3 separate regions of the Mus musculus genome follow, and all the other regions are linked to region 2. A link is a contact called in public Hi-C data. All regions are on one chromosome and are shown on one strand. Each heading gives the region's core, a stretch centred on a gene start, on an enhancer-like site or on the middle of the called end of the contact. The rest is flanking DNA. Distances are from core to core; before and after follow the strand shown. Region 1 has its middle 3.7 kb from the start of Gm36260. Region 2 has its middle 27 kb from the start of Gm23795. Region 3 has its middle 29 kb from the start of Gm36260.

Region 1 (4,234 bases), core at 883-3,382, 2.4 Mb after region 2:
CCTGTTTCTGTAAGAGCCATTAGGAGCTGAGATGTAAAGGCAGTTTGTCAATCAGCACAACATTATTTTCTTAAGTGGGTAACGGCCATTTGTCTCTTTTAGTTTGCTACTGCTGCCTGCAACCAAGTTTACCTCAATTGTTTTGTTTTTTTGTTGTTTTTTTTTTTTTCCTCTTGAATCAGTAAGAATATCAGTTCACACAGAAGCAGAGATAATAATTTTATAATTTTCTTCGGAACCTAGGCTTGTAACCCGGGAGGAGAGGTGAGGGGCTTTGGTAGCCTCGATATCACCAAGCAATACCAACAATGTTAGGCTCACCGGAACACATGATACAAACCGGAAACCACCGGGATGTCTACTGATTTGTGTATGGTTTGGACATCAGCTACTGTTTTACAGAATGCAGGGCTCCTGCTCAGTGGGCTGATGCTTGGCGACATTCTCACTAGATGGTTTTACATTTTTGAAGTTAAACAATTCATCTAAGAATTTGAACTTGGTTCCACGGTGTTTTGTTTTGTTTTGTTTTGTTTTGTTTTGTTTTGTTTTGTTTTGTTTTTGATGTTGTTTAGGGTTGATCTTAATTTTCCAAGTTCTGTGAGGAGTTTAAGCAAAGCCGAACAGGAAGACAAAGCACCCAAGTGTGCAAGGCAGGGAGGGGCTCACAATAAATAACTCTTTTGTTGAGACGTTAACTTCTAATTCCCTGAGATAAGCTGATTTTTTTTTTAGGATGATGATGCATCTCCACGATGGGCATTGGTCACCTTCTTCTGCTCTGATTAATGGTCAGAGGAGGAAAACCAAAATCTTCCAATTTAGCCTATTGCAAAATTATATGTCTGACCGGGACAGCAAAGCATCTTAAACATTTTTGGAAAAGAGAAGCGGATTTGATCATTTCCACGAAAACCTTTGCTAATGTGATTGTGTTTAACTCTTGGAGTCCCTTTATCTGCCAGGTGGCTGGATTGATTAAGGACAGCCAAGGGTATGGGTTCCCACCTGAAGAAATTTATCAAGGATTGATCAGCAAGGGACTTGATTTACAAAGGCATGGGTGGAGAAGGGCATGCGTTCAGTAGGATTTCTCACTATGTAGATTAAGAAGGTATTTTTAAAATGATAGCCACAAGTTTCCTCACATCTGTAATAATGTGTGCATGAAACAGCAGAATCTTCCAAGACATTCGGAGGAGGTTGGAAACCCCCCCCCCCCCCACACACACACACTGCTATATTTAAAACAAATATCTCTTCCCTGCCCCCACTCTTTGTAACTTGAATTCAGGGAAGCAGAAATAACTCATAAGCTTTGCCTGATATGAGTTTGTTTGGTTTTCATGCCTTGTATTGCATTGCAAATTGCTCTGCAGAAAAGAAAAGAAATGGGGGCGGAGGGAACTGCTGGTATTAGCTTTAAAGAACGGCTACAAACATACTCACATCCTATGAATTCTAAGTTTTATTGCAGCCAGTGTCTAACTTGCAGCTAAGTAAGGTAGACCATCATATCCATGCATTTATAATGGGTCGTGTACAAAGATGTGCTATATACTGGTAGTGTATATATGAAACAGACCCATTGTGTTCAAGACATGTGAGCCCTAAGCAATGTGATTCCAGTGATAGGCTATGTCCATTTTGCAGATGGGGAAATTGAGATGAAACAGACTAGCACCAGGAGGAGTGCCATCAATACTCAGATAATAGAAAAAAATCAGCTAAAAGGCTGGGTGCCTTGGACATCAGAAAACAGACATAAATATCTCCAGACATAAAAATCTCCAGTATTCAGGCCGTCTTGCCAAAAGTGTACACAAGACAGGATGGTTGGAAACGTTAAATGCAAATTAAATCTTGGAGCTAGGAATAAGAGCAATCATAATAAACCCATTTTCCTAGGTCCGTCCGACAGCGGCCCTTTTGTGAGCACAGAGCAGACAGACTCTAAAGAAACAACGCAGCCGATTTGAACTTTCCTCAGGCTGCAAAGTGTGCCTGCAAAAGCAAGCGGCTTCCAGACTACAGTAAGAAACAGCTCCCAGCAGCCTGGCTCACAAGCACTGAGCAGTCACCAATCCTTCCCGTTTGAGCATCTTTGGTTTTTGCCTGCAAGAGGCAAAGCAGGGAGCTGGCTCTGTAATGTCCTCCTAGTGCTGGCACAGTTCTGCGCTTCCCCTGGAACACACGGCCTCCCCCAGCTCGCCTCCGCACTTTTGTTTTATTTACGAATATGTTGCCAGAATTCCAATGAGTTATCTATTCTGCGCCCCGTCATTTTCCCACCGAGGCCTTGTCGCCGGCTGACTCAGGGTCCAGTCGCAACAGTGAGAAGAAAAGAAGACAGCGAAAGAATTCTTTTCAACTTTTTTTTTTTTTTTTTTTTTTTTTTTTATGTTTCACTCATTTCTGTCTCTGTCTCCTCCCGGGCCTCCTCCCCTCCTCTGCCCCCTCCAACCTCCAGGCCTCCCCCAGCCTCCTAGGCCCTCCTTCGCCCCTTTATGTTACACGATCGCTCAAATTGAAGCTCAGGAGGGTCCTATAGGGAATGCATAGGAACCCTGGGAGAAAAAAGCCCCAACAAGCTATACACCAGATGTATAATGTTATATGGTCAAACTGGCAAACACAAAGGCTCAAAAACAAAAGGCGTGAATTAGGGAGAGGCATTCAAAGGCGTGTTTTCAAAACAGCCAGCCAAGAGCCAGGATCCCCCTCCTGAGACTAAATGCTTGAAAGAAAAGGTGCTAAAGAAAGAAAGGAAAAGAAAAAAAATTTAAAAGCCCATTTTTTCTAATTAGCTGAGGCCTAACAGGGCCCTGAATTTAGCAACTAGTTTTCATCAAGGGGGCTGTGCCTGCGAATCTGGAAAAGATGCTTTGAAACCTATGATGTAGGCCTTCTTCCAACCAAAGCTAGGCTGGGTCCTTGGGTTGTTTGTTTGTTTGTTTGTTTTGTCTTTTTTTTTTTTTTTTTTTTTTGTGCTACTCCTGGCTTTGCTTTTGTGGATCTACCTTGCTTCATATCACATTGAGTCCCCCTTTTTTTCCGCCCACATCCTTTTCCCCTAATGCAAATATTAGCTGGGTATTATAAAAAGAAAAAATAAGCAGAAGAGAAAGCCACAGAGGGGCTCTCTGGCTCTCCTGGTTCTCCTTGCCAGTCACAGTGTAGAACTGCTAAGCAATTCATTCTATCTCTGTACAGAGCACCCAAGGCTTTAGGGAAAGGTGTCACCTCAGAATGTCTGCCTGCTCCTGTGTGCCTGGCTGGGTGCTCTCTGTAAACACTGGTCTTGGACATAAAAGGCTCTCCACCACTGTGAATTTAGACTCTGGAGCCTGATCTCTGGCTGAGGGGGTTGTTGTTTGTTGTTGTTGCTGTTGTTGTTTGATGCGGTTAGGCAAGGTTTTCAAGGCTGTAAGGTATATGGCAGCCCAGCTGTTTGCTCCCTAACCTTGGAACCTTGGCAAAGGACACACACTGACAGAGGCAGTTTTACATTTTATTGTCTTCCTAACTTGTTCAAAAAAGAGGGTGAGGCATGGACTGAACCTCTGCTGCCTGACAAATTATGAATTTGAATTCTTCAAACACATTTTCAATAAGAAAATAAAATAGGACTGGTAGGTGACAGTTGGGGCACAGGCTTCGTTTAGAAGGGAGGCAACTTTAATTGCTTCATGGCCTGGCTCCGATTGCCTGTGGTCCTGCGTGGGGGGTTTAGTAACAAACACTTGTTCTAATGAGTTGGCCTTATTAGGGGGCTCCTCGTAGTCTTTCATAAAGAACAGAGCTATTCTGGACTTCTGAATGCAACAGTCTCTTGATATTCTCACGCTAAAGGCTGTAGTGTGAGATTGCATTTCCTTCCCTGTGCTTGCAAAAGGCGTCTCATTTTTAAAGGCAAAAGAGTGGGCAGCGGAAAGATAAGAAAATACAGAGCTTGCAGGTAGCAGTTATCCCATGGATCCGAGGCCATCAAAGGCACTTGCAAAATTATTATGCTAAAAATGCATTTGCCTTCACAGCTGAACAATCTGGATTTTGGTTCAGTCATCTCCCGGAACATTTTTTTTTTTTTGACATACTTGTGGCAATGGATAAAACAGATTCATTAGCTTTGATTAACCTTCTTTAACTTGAGTTAAAAACCTGCTGGAGGCAGCTGAGCTACCAATGCAGCCTTAAAGATACTTTATCATGTTTAAGACCCAATTACTGTTAC
Region 2 (4,308 bases), core at 175-2,674:
TTCACTGCTAAAAAATGCTAGATTTTTTTTCCTTGTAATTATTATTTGAAGGTGGGTCCTAATCTATTGTTCAGAGAGAAATTGCTGAATTGAAAAACAGGAAATAATTCTTCCTAATTAAATAGACAAAGTGATTATCAAAGACTTTTATTTTGTCCCAATTCTAAAAATTTGCAGTAGGGTGTACAGTGTATGTGTGTGTATGTGTGTGTGTGTGTGTACCAGTGTGTGTGTGTGTGTGTATGCCTATGTGTGTGCCTTTGTGTGTGTGTGTTTGTGTGTGTGTGTGTGTGTGTGTATGTATAAGCAAATGAAGGGTCTGGTGTGTTTTTAAATAATTCCAAATTTGAATGAATGTTAATTTGTGTAAAACTTAAAAAGTATATTATTGAATTGAGCAGGAAATACTTCTATGAAAGCATTGGTTGAAAAATGCTTTCTTCCTTATGCCATCCAGGATTTGCCCGTAGATGTTGTGAATTCAAACCAAAGTCCACACTCTCTGTAAATGTGCTGAGTCGAACCTGCTTCTTTATTGTCTTTCTTTTTCCTTCTTCCTTTCTTCCATTTTTTTTTTTCACTTAGATTCCTTTAGGAGTGACATCTCACACTGGGAGATGTCAGTGAGTCCAGTTGCCCCTCCTTCGGGTCCCTGAGCTTGGCCAGAGAGAGAGACCTGCAGTTTTAGCAATGCAAAACTTAAATAAATGTTCTTTAGAGACCTGTATATGTCAAAACACGTGGAAAATACAGCCTGTTAATATTGAATTTGGGAACAGGAGAAGAATAGTGTGGGCTGCTGTCCTCTCTTTTTGCTGTTCAAAAGCATCCTAAGACAGTCGTGCCATTGGGAGTCAGAACAATGGGCAAGGACAGCACCCCTCACCTCTCTCCCCTAAGCCTCTGGCAGGGGTGTGACTCCAGCTTCTAGCATGCACATTTAGGCCCCTCTCTACCTAAAAGTTGCATGCAGAGAGCAAGCGAGCAGTTAAGTCAAAAGAACTCAACCAGGCTCCCTTTACCTCTTTTCTAGTCTAAGCTCTGAAATGTGCCTAGGCTTCCAGGGAGACAAATTGTTTAATTTGCTAACATTTTGGAGCTCTTTAGAATTGTGAAAGAGCGAATTTCAAAGTATGGAGAGACCTCTGACAGAGTCCTAGTCAGATAGAGACTCTCTCTCTCTCTCTCTCTCTCTCTCTCTCTCTCTCTCTCTAAGGGAAGCTAGAAGCTGTGTGGTGTCTTGGAATACTCTGCACTTTCTGAGTCTCATTTGCTGTCTATGTCTTAGCCTTCCTTCTGACAAAAGTTAAAAAAAAAAAAAAAGTTAGCAAATATCTCCCTGAAAATCCCTGCTATGACTCTTAACAAAAGACTTGGTGCAAAGTGAAAGTAACACACTGGTGCTCAGGATCCTTCAAGCACTTGGGATTTTGGCTAGCCAAATAATCACGGCTAATCCCTGTTCATGCGGTTTCCCTAGGAAGCCTTTTACTTACTCTCTGTTAGCAAAGAATGATGTTTTCTACGCATCCATGGGTTCCCACTGCACGTAAATATAAAATGACACTGCACATTTCTCACTGCTGTGTATGCAGTTTAAGCAAAACAAAACAAAAATCAAGAGTTGAAGTTCTTTCCTGACAAACTTTAAGTTTTATAGAATGTAAATTTCTACCAGTTTGAATAATGCTTTTACTTGCTTCCTATTTTTAATTAGTTATTACCTGATGAGAATAGGCTACAATAATAGAGAGAGAACATATGAAAAATAAGCAATTACATAAAATATCTAAAAAATAATGATTTAAAAAATGGAGACGGTTCCAGAAGACATTCTCAGTGAGACCTTGGGCCAGTAGCACCCAGATGTCTGGACCTATCCAGTTAAAATCCTTCAAAGTTGCTCACATTTTTTGACACATGTTGCTGTGAAAGATTAGTGAGCTTTCAATTTTGTTTTGTTTTGTTTTGTGAGTGTGGGTGCTTACAAAATAAAGTCTGAAGGGAGTGTTACGCAGATGCATTTTAGACTGTGCAACCCGATCGGTTTGAACTCTGAACGATCATATTATTTATTTATTTGTTTGTCTTTCCTTCTCAAAGACAGTTAATTACTGAAGCACCGAGAGAGAACATTTTGTATTCCTGCTTTGCGAATGTGCCTCGAAAACCTGAGACTAATGAGACCAAGTTCTCACCCCAGCTGTGAACTTGCTGACTTTCCTGCTTGGAAACCCGAGCAGAGCTTCTGAACATTGGTGAGTTATTTAAAATAATGATTGCTTTTTGTTATTGTTTCTGTTCTATGAAGAGTCAGGTTTTTTTTTTTTTCCCCTAACACAACAAAGACAATGCCTTGGATCTGTGTAGAAGTAAAGGTGCAATAGGCCTGGTGAACATCTATGGCTTGTATATTTATTTAAAGGCTTGCTGTAATGCATATTATTAAGGATGACAATCATGAACTTGCTTGCATTGTTTATTTTGTAAATACCCATAATGGAGCTCTCAGAAACGGAGATCAGCTGCCCCCTTGGCCATGATGGCCGACTGCTGGGAAGTGACTGCCCAGGGGCCCTTTATGACTTGGGTTCCTGACCTAGGCCTTTCACAATTTATGCTCTTAGAATATTTTTAAGTCCACGTATAAAAATTCCCCGTGCAAACATCTGAAATGAACTATGAGTCTACTACGCAAAAGTCCTATGGTAGATTACATTTGGATGTCTGTAATGGACTAGCACAGCAGCTGTGCTCGGGGAACTAGAAAGATGTCAGATATGGTGTTTGTGGCCATCACGTGCAGAAAGGACCCCAGGATTTCTGAGCTGCAGACGATCTACTTCAGACTGGAGGCTGGTAATTTAATTAATGTGTGCCTCTGACGCTGAGGCCAAGAAATGGAACGGGCAAACCCACCTCCCCGCATGAGACCCGAGGCGGCTCTCCCACTTTATTTGAATCCTTTGAATTTTAATTTCCCATTTTTACACTAACTCGTAGAAACTTCACCTGGACCTTCTGGCAGCATTTTGACCTTTCCTGGCTCTATCTCAGTATTTGAATCATTTGGGCTTTGGATTATGAACACAAGACACAGAATGAAGACAGGCTCTGAGGGGCAAGTCTATCTGGATTTGACCTGGGTAGCTGAGTCCTCTTCCCACTCGTTTCTCCACCGCTTGAGAGGCTGAGGCTGAAAATCCCAGGAATGAAGATTCTAAGAAACACCTTCTGCAAAAGAAAAAAAAAATGTTTGTTTCTGTAATTTTATAAACCCTTGATTTAACAGAACTTAAAAGGCACCTCACATGGTCCAGAGGCTCTGAATATCACATCTGCTTTTAATATTCTTGGGTGTCTTGGGCTTTTTTGGAGTCGGTTTGATGCTGTCTTTTGTTGGAGGACAACTGCTGTATTCTGTGATGCAGGGAGTTGCCAGTTCAAAGGATACAGCCTTACTTAGGCAATTTCTTTTCCCTTGCCCTCCCCCACTTTCTCAGTGTTTCCTTTTGTTTTTGGAGTTGGGGGCTTTAAAACAGTCACAAGAGGCTCTCAGTATATTTTCTTTGAAGAACAGCTCTTTATAACAATGATAGCAAAATTTGTAGTCCGGTTTGAAGTTGAATGGGCAGGGGAAAAAAAAATACTGTTAAGACCACCACCGTTTGTCCTGAGCCAGGTAAATGAATGCCTGAGACTCAGTACTGGAGGGACAGGTATAATGACTGTGAAGCAAATTTCAAGTGTCTTTCGCTAATTTTCATCTGGACTTCTTATGTTCAGGAGTAATTCAACACTCCTAGGTGAACTTCCCTACCACGGCTGATTATGTTAAATATCTTCCCTCCCAAACTCAGTGTGGGCAGTGCTTTAAAAGGAGCCTAGATTCTGAACATTTAAAAAGGCTCTTACTCATTCAAATTGAATGTTAGATTAAAGAGTGGGACATCCGTGGACGCGAGAGGAAAGCTGGCCTTCTGCGTTTGTCTCAGACAATGATTTCGGCTAGATGACTGTGTTTTGTGGAGAAAAGGATTCGATGGGATATTGACAGTCTCCTATCAATAGTTGAGCCCTAGAGGCCTGGCTGTTTGGGCCCACACTGATTGACTGTGCCTTAATAGACATGTAATTGTTGACAAATACTTTCCGATAGACTGTGGCAATACCCAGCCAGACAAAGGAGGCTTCCGGGTAATAAGAACCAGCACAGAGCCATTTGTTACAGGCAAAGCCTTGCCGAAGAAACGACGTATGCTAAGAAAGAAGCTCTGGAGAGAAAGAAGCAAGCTTGACAACCCTCTA
Region 3 (4,111 bases), core at 1,329-3,828, 2.4 Mb after region 2:
TTGGCTGCGCAGGATGAATTTCAAAACGCCCTTCCAGTGTTTACCCAGATCATTTAAAAAGTAGAGTCAAGTTTTGTTTTTGAAACTCGAGTTGAGAACTTTGCTGTTCAGAACTAGCTAACAGGTATTTACCGAGACGGGTCTCATATAATTATGTCCCCGGTTTGGTGATGATGAAGGAGGTGTTTTAACTCTTTCATTACAGACGCTTAACTGAATATGTTAATAACAGCAGTCATTATTTTTATAAACTCTTTACTCGTTAAGTTCCTCTCTTATACAGTGTTGCTTGCCAGAGCTCATTCAGGTCAGAACATTTAGCCTATCAACTTGAAGATTCGTTTTTTGCTTAATAAGTAGCAGAAGTAAAGTTAGGTAAGGTTCGAATCCTTATTTCAAGTAAATGAGCCACAGGGGTGGTTCTCAATGAGAGGTTACTTTGCCCTCAGAGGCATCTTCTACGATCTGAAAACGTCTACTATCACAGACTGGGAATAAGGAGGGCATTGCAGTATCAAGTCAAATAAGGCCGATGATGATGGACTCCATGGCTCCGGCCAATGAAGAGTATCTAGCTTCAAGTTTCGAGAGTTCTGAGGTGGGAATGTTGTGAGGTGATCGATCTACTTTCAGGGTTCGTTTGTCTAAAAGCACACAGCTAAGGAACACTGGGCAGATGAGTCAGTTTCTATACTGCTTGTCATCCAATCTCGAGGACCTGAGTTTGGGACCCAGTGATTAGATCAGAGAACTAGGCTCAGCTGTACTCACTGGTCACCCTGGTGCTGGCAAAGCAGAGACAGGTGGGTTTCTGAGGTTGGCTGGCCAGCAGCTCTAGTCAAATCGCTGGGCTCCAGATTCCGTGAAAGATACTCTCTCAAAAAGATGGAAGCCATAGAGAAAGACACCTGCCATCAGCCTCCATGTGAGTGAACACGCATACATGAACATGTACGCAGACATACACAGACACACATACACACACAGACACATGCACACACACAGACACACACACACACACAGACACACACACAGACACACACACAGACACACAGACACACAGACACAGACACACACACACACACAGACACACACAGACACACACACACACAGACACACACACACAGACACACACACACACACACACAGACACAGACACACACACACACACACACACACACGCGCAGGTGTACTAAGTAATGCTAACTCAAATAACACAAAACTTCCGAAACAAAGACTGAGAAGCAAGTTAGGGGACAGCGCCTTTAAAGTATTTATTAAAAGTTGCAGAACTTTCTGTCTGGATTCCAGAACATTTCATTTTAAGTTGTTTTACAAATCACTACAAGTCCACAGTAGTTCAGCAAGTCACAGTAGTTTCCTGTTGTGTTCTCTAGGGAAGATTCCAGAATAAGATGGACATTGGAGATTCTTTCAGGGCCAGGAAAGTCGGGTGCTCTGATGTCTTGGGAATGGATGTTTGGGCTCTTCCTAAAGATGCTTCCTTTTCTTGTTTTCTTAAAATTTTATTTATAATAAAAAAAAACAAGCAAACAAACAAAAAAACCATGATGTTGCCTTACAGACAAATTGGGAATCAAGTATATAGAAGCCACAGAAAGCTATGCTTTCTCGGAATCTGTCTCTGTCTCTCAGTCTATCTGCCTCTCTGCCTGTTTCTCTGTCTATCTCCGTTTCTCTGCGCATCTCTGTCTTTCATTGTCTCTGTTTCTTTTTGTTGCTGTCCCTCTGCCTCTCTCAAGTGTGCCCGTGCTCCCACGATTGTGTCTGTGTGCGTGCTGGTGCATTGACCCACGCATGTGCCCATGAAAACCAGAGGCGGTCCTGGGGTATTTCTCCTGCTCATACTTCACATTAATTTAGAGACCATGTTTCTCTCTCTGTGAACCTGGTGCCCACAGACTTAGCTACGCTGGTTGGCCATCCAGCCCTGCCCCAAGGATCTGCCTGACCCTGGCTTCCAGCTCTGGCATTAGAGACACCAACTACTACCCTTGGTTTCCCATGTCCAGGCTTGGGCTCAGAATTCAGGTCCTCACTCGTGCACAGCAAGCGCTCTTGCTGCTGAGCCACATCCTCAGCCCTTGAGGTTTTGGTTTTCTTTTTCGTTTTGTTTTTTGTTTTTTTGTTTTTTGTTTTTTGTTTTTTGTTTTTTGTTTTTTGTTTTTATCCTCACCTGTGATTAGATAGACCCTTTCGTTTTCAGTTTGGGAACATTGAGATAATTGAGATGAAGCCCTCTAAATGTTTGGATGCATTCTTAAGAAGGCTAAAAGGGACACAAATTAAAGACAGTTACGCATCTGATTCAAACGGCTCACCCTTTACTCCACTCCAGTATTCCAGGAACCCCTATCCCCACCCCTATCCCCACCCCTATTCCCACCCCCTATCCCCACCCCCTATCCCCACCCCCGCTCCTCAAAAATGCCCAGAGAAAGAATGAAAGATATTTTATTTTCTCTCGCTGATGCTGGCAGGGCTTCACTCCTACACGTCTGAGTTGTTTTCATCTTGCCAATTACTTTGCTATTTGTGAATGTGGCTACATAGCTCACATCAAGAGCCGTGATAACTCATGTTAATTATTCAGTTTGTGTATTAATGTTTGACAAGAGGAAGAAGAACTTTTTCTTCTTTGATTCTGGTTATAAAATGAGGAAACACCAAACAAAGCAGAAAGTGGGCTTGTGTGAGGAGGGAGTTTGCAGACTGTAGCGTTCATGCCTTTAAAACATCGGGAGAAAATTGCTTATAGAGCATTTGCCTTTAAAGATGTCTGTTAGACACTCATCTGAGTCAGCTTGGGTATGTCCTGACCCTCTGGTCTGAGCTGTGTTTCTTACTCTACAGGGGGATCAGCAGAGTTCTCACCATAGGATGGGAATCCCCTTTAGTCTTGATGCCTGCGTTCTTCCATTTTATTTAAGATAAAATTCTACCAAATTAGAAGTTCTGGTGGCCACTTAGCATCCCCATAGAGAGCATGTAATGTAAATTAAAGTTGGGGGAAAACATGCAGAACATTCTGGAAGTTCAGAGCGATTAAACGGCATGGAACAAGATATATACTGATCTCTAATGGAATGACCTGGGCTGCAGAAAGAAACAGCTAGCTTGGCTCAGAAATCCAGGGTGGGAAAACAAATTGCTTAGATTTGATTCAATATCTAGGAACCTTTGAAGTGGTTCTGGAGCAACAAGTAAATCACTTCGTTTCATGCCTCGGAAGGTAGATCCTTCTCTTCAGTGCTGAGCGGGAGATGTGGGGAGGAAGGAAACCATTCAAGTGCGTTATCTGCAGGGCAGAAGTTGTCACAAAACTCTGAAAAACTCTGAACTCCTTTGCAAGCAGTTCACACTAAATGGGAGGCTTGGGACAGCCTGTCCCGCTCGCCAAGGACCTGCAGATGGGTCTAGGCAGAGGGCCACTTCTCAATGAGGAGTGTTAAGAAATCCGGGTCAGGTATGGGCACAATTTTGACATCTTGTTGAAATCGGTGTCTCCTTTTGCCTGCGATGCTAAGTCTCTACTCTGGGGTCTGACCCATGGCTCTGCAGTACAGTTTGTTTATCACATACAGGTCCTTAAGTTGGAGCAACTCAGGAAGCGAGGGATTGGAAAGGAATGGAAGGGCAAGGGAAAAAGGCAAAAGCAGAAAGGGGCAGGGGCAGGGGCAGGGGCAGGGGCAGACAGCCCTCTACTGCTCTACTAGGTATAAAATGTGACTCAGTTTCTTCAATCTGGTGACTAAGCACTTAATACCCATGTAAGCTTTACCTCTCATGGATTTGTGCCAGAATTCAGAATATAGCATTGTGGTATCTGCGCAAACACAACTAGAAGAGTAGCAAGAAAATCAGCCAGGTAAAGTGCTGTCTGTCCTTCAGTCTCCTGGTCCAAAAATACCCAGATTACCCCCATACTGAGACATAGATCCCTGTGATAACATCAGATCACAATGTTAGCTCTTGAGTTTGTTTCAACACTGCCTCTGTCTCTTAAGTTTGGGGATTCTATGTGCTACTATGCCTGGCCCATACTATTATGTATTTTTAATGGGATTCTTTTCACTTCCATTTCCAGGAT

Evidence for each region. Hi-C and Micro-C count contacts between places; a contact is called where the count stands out from the background.
Region 1: a Hi-C map of uterus shows a contact between it and region 2, with 7 times the contacts expected there. The contact joins two enhancer-like sites. A contact is called at or near these places in 3 of 484 Hi-C or Micro-C datasets (all in uterus) and 1 of 115 datasets of contacts at active chromatin or transcription factors (embryonic forebrain).
Region 3: a Hi-C map of uterus shows a contact between it and region 2, with 15 times the contacts expected there. The contact joins two enhancer-like sites. A contact is called at or near these places in 1 of 39 promoter capture datasets (hippocampal neurons), 1 of 15 datasets of contacts at CTCF or cohesin (the NIH/3T3 cell line), 50 of 484 Hi-C or Micro-C datasets (the 3T3-L1 cell line, 3T3-L1-derived adipocytes, the C2C12 cell line and 30 more) and 3 of 115 datasets of contacts at active chromatin or transcription factors (PVALB interneurons, astrocytes and embryonic forebrain).

The regions. Positions count from the first base shown.
Region 1 is chr7:71,381,364-71,385,597 of GRCm38.p6, forward strand. No RefSeq gene overlaps it. Among named protein-coding and RNA genes, the nearest start is that of Gm36260, 3.7 kb to the left of the region's middle. Within about 2 kb of position 2,133, at least 77 of the 459 cell types and tissues checked have an H3K27ac peak or open chromatin away from gene starts, as enhancers often do. A contact at or near this core is called in uterus, where this site is marked.
Region 2 is chr7:68,977,342-68,981,649 of GRCm38.p6, forward strand. No RefSeq gene overlaps it. Among named protein-coding and RNA genes, the nearest start is that of Gm23795, 27 kb to the left of the region's middle. Within about 2 kb of position 1,425, at least 18 of the 459 cell types and tissues checked have an H3K27ac peak or open chromatin away from gene starts, as enhancers often do. A contact at or near this core is called in uterus, where this site is marked.
Region 3 is chr7:71,406,708-71,410,818 of GRCm38.p6, forward strand. No RefSeq gene overlaps it. Among named protein-coding and RNA genes, the nearest start is that of Gm36260, 29 kb to the left of the region's middle. Within about 2 kb of position 2,579, at least 11 of the 459 cell types and tissues checked have an H3K27ac peak or open chromatin away from gene starts, as enhancers often do. A contact at or near this core is called in uterus, where this site is marked.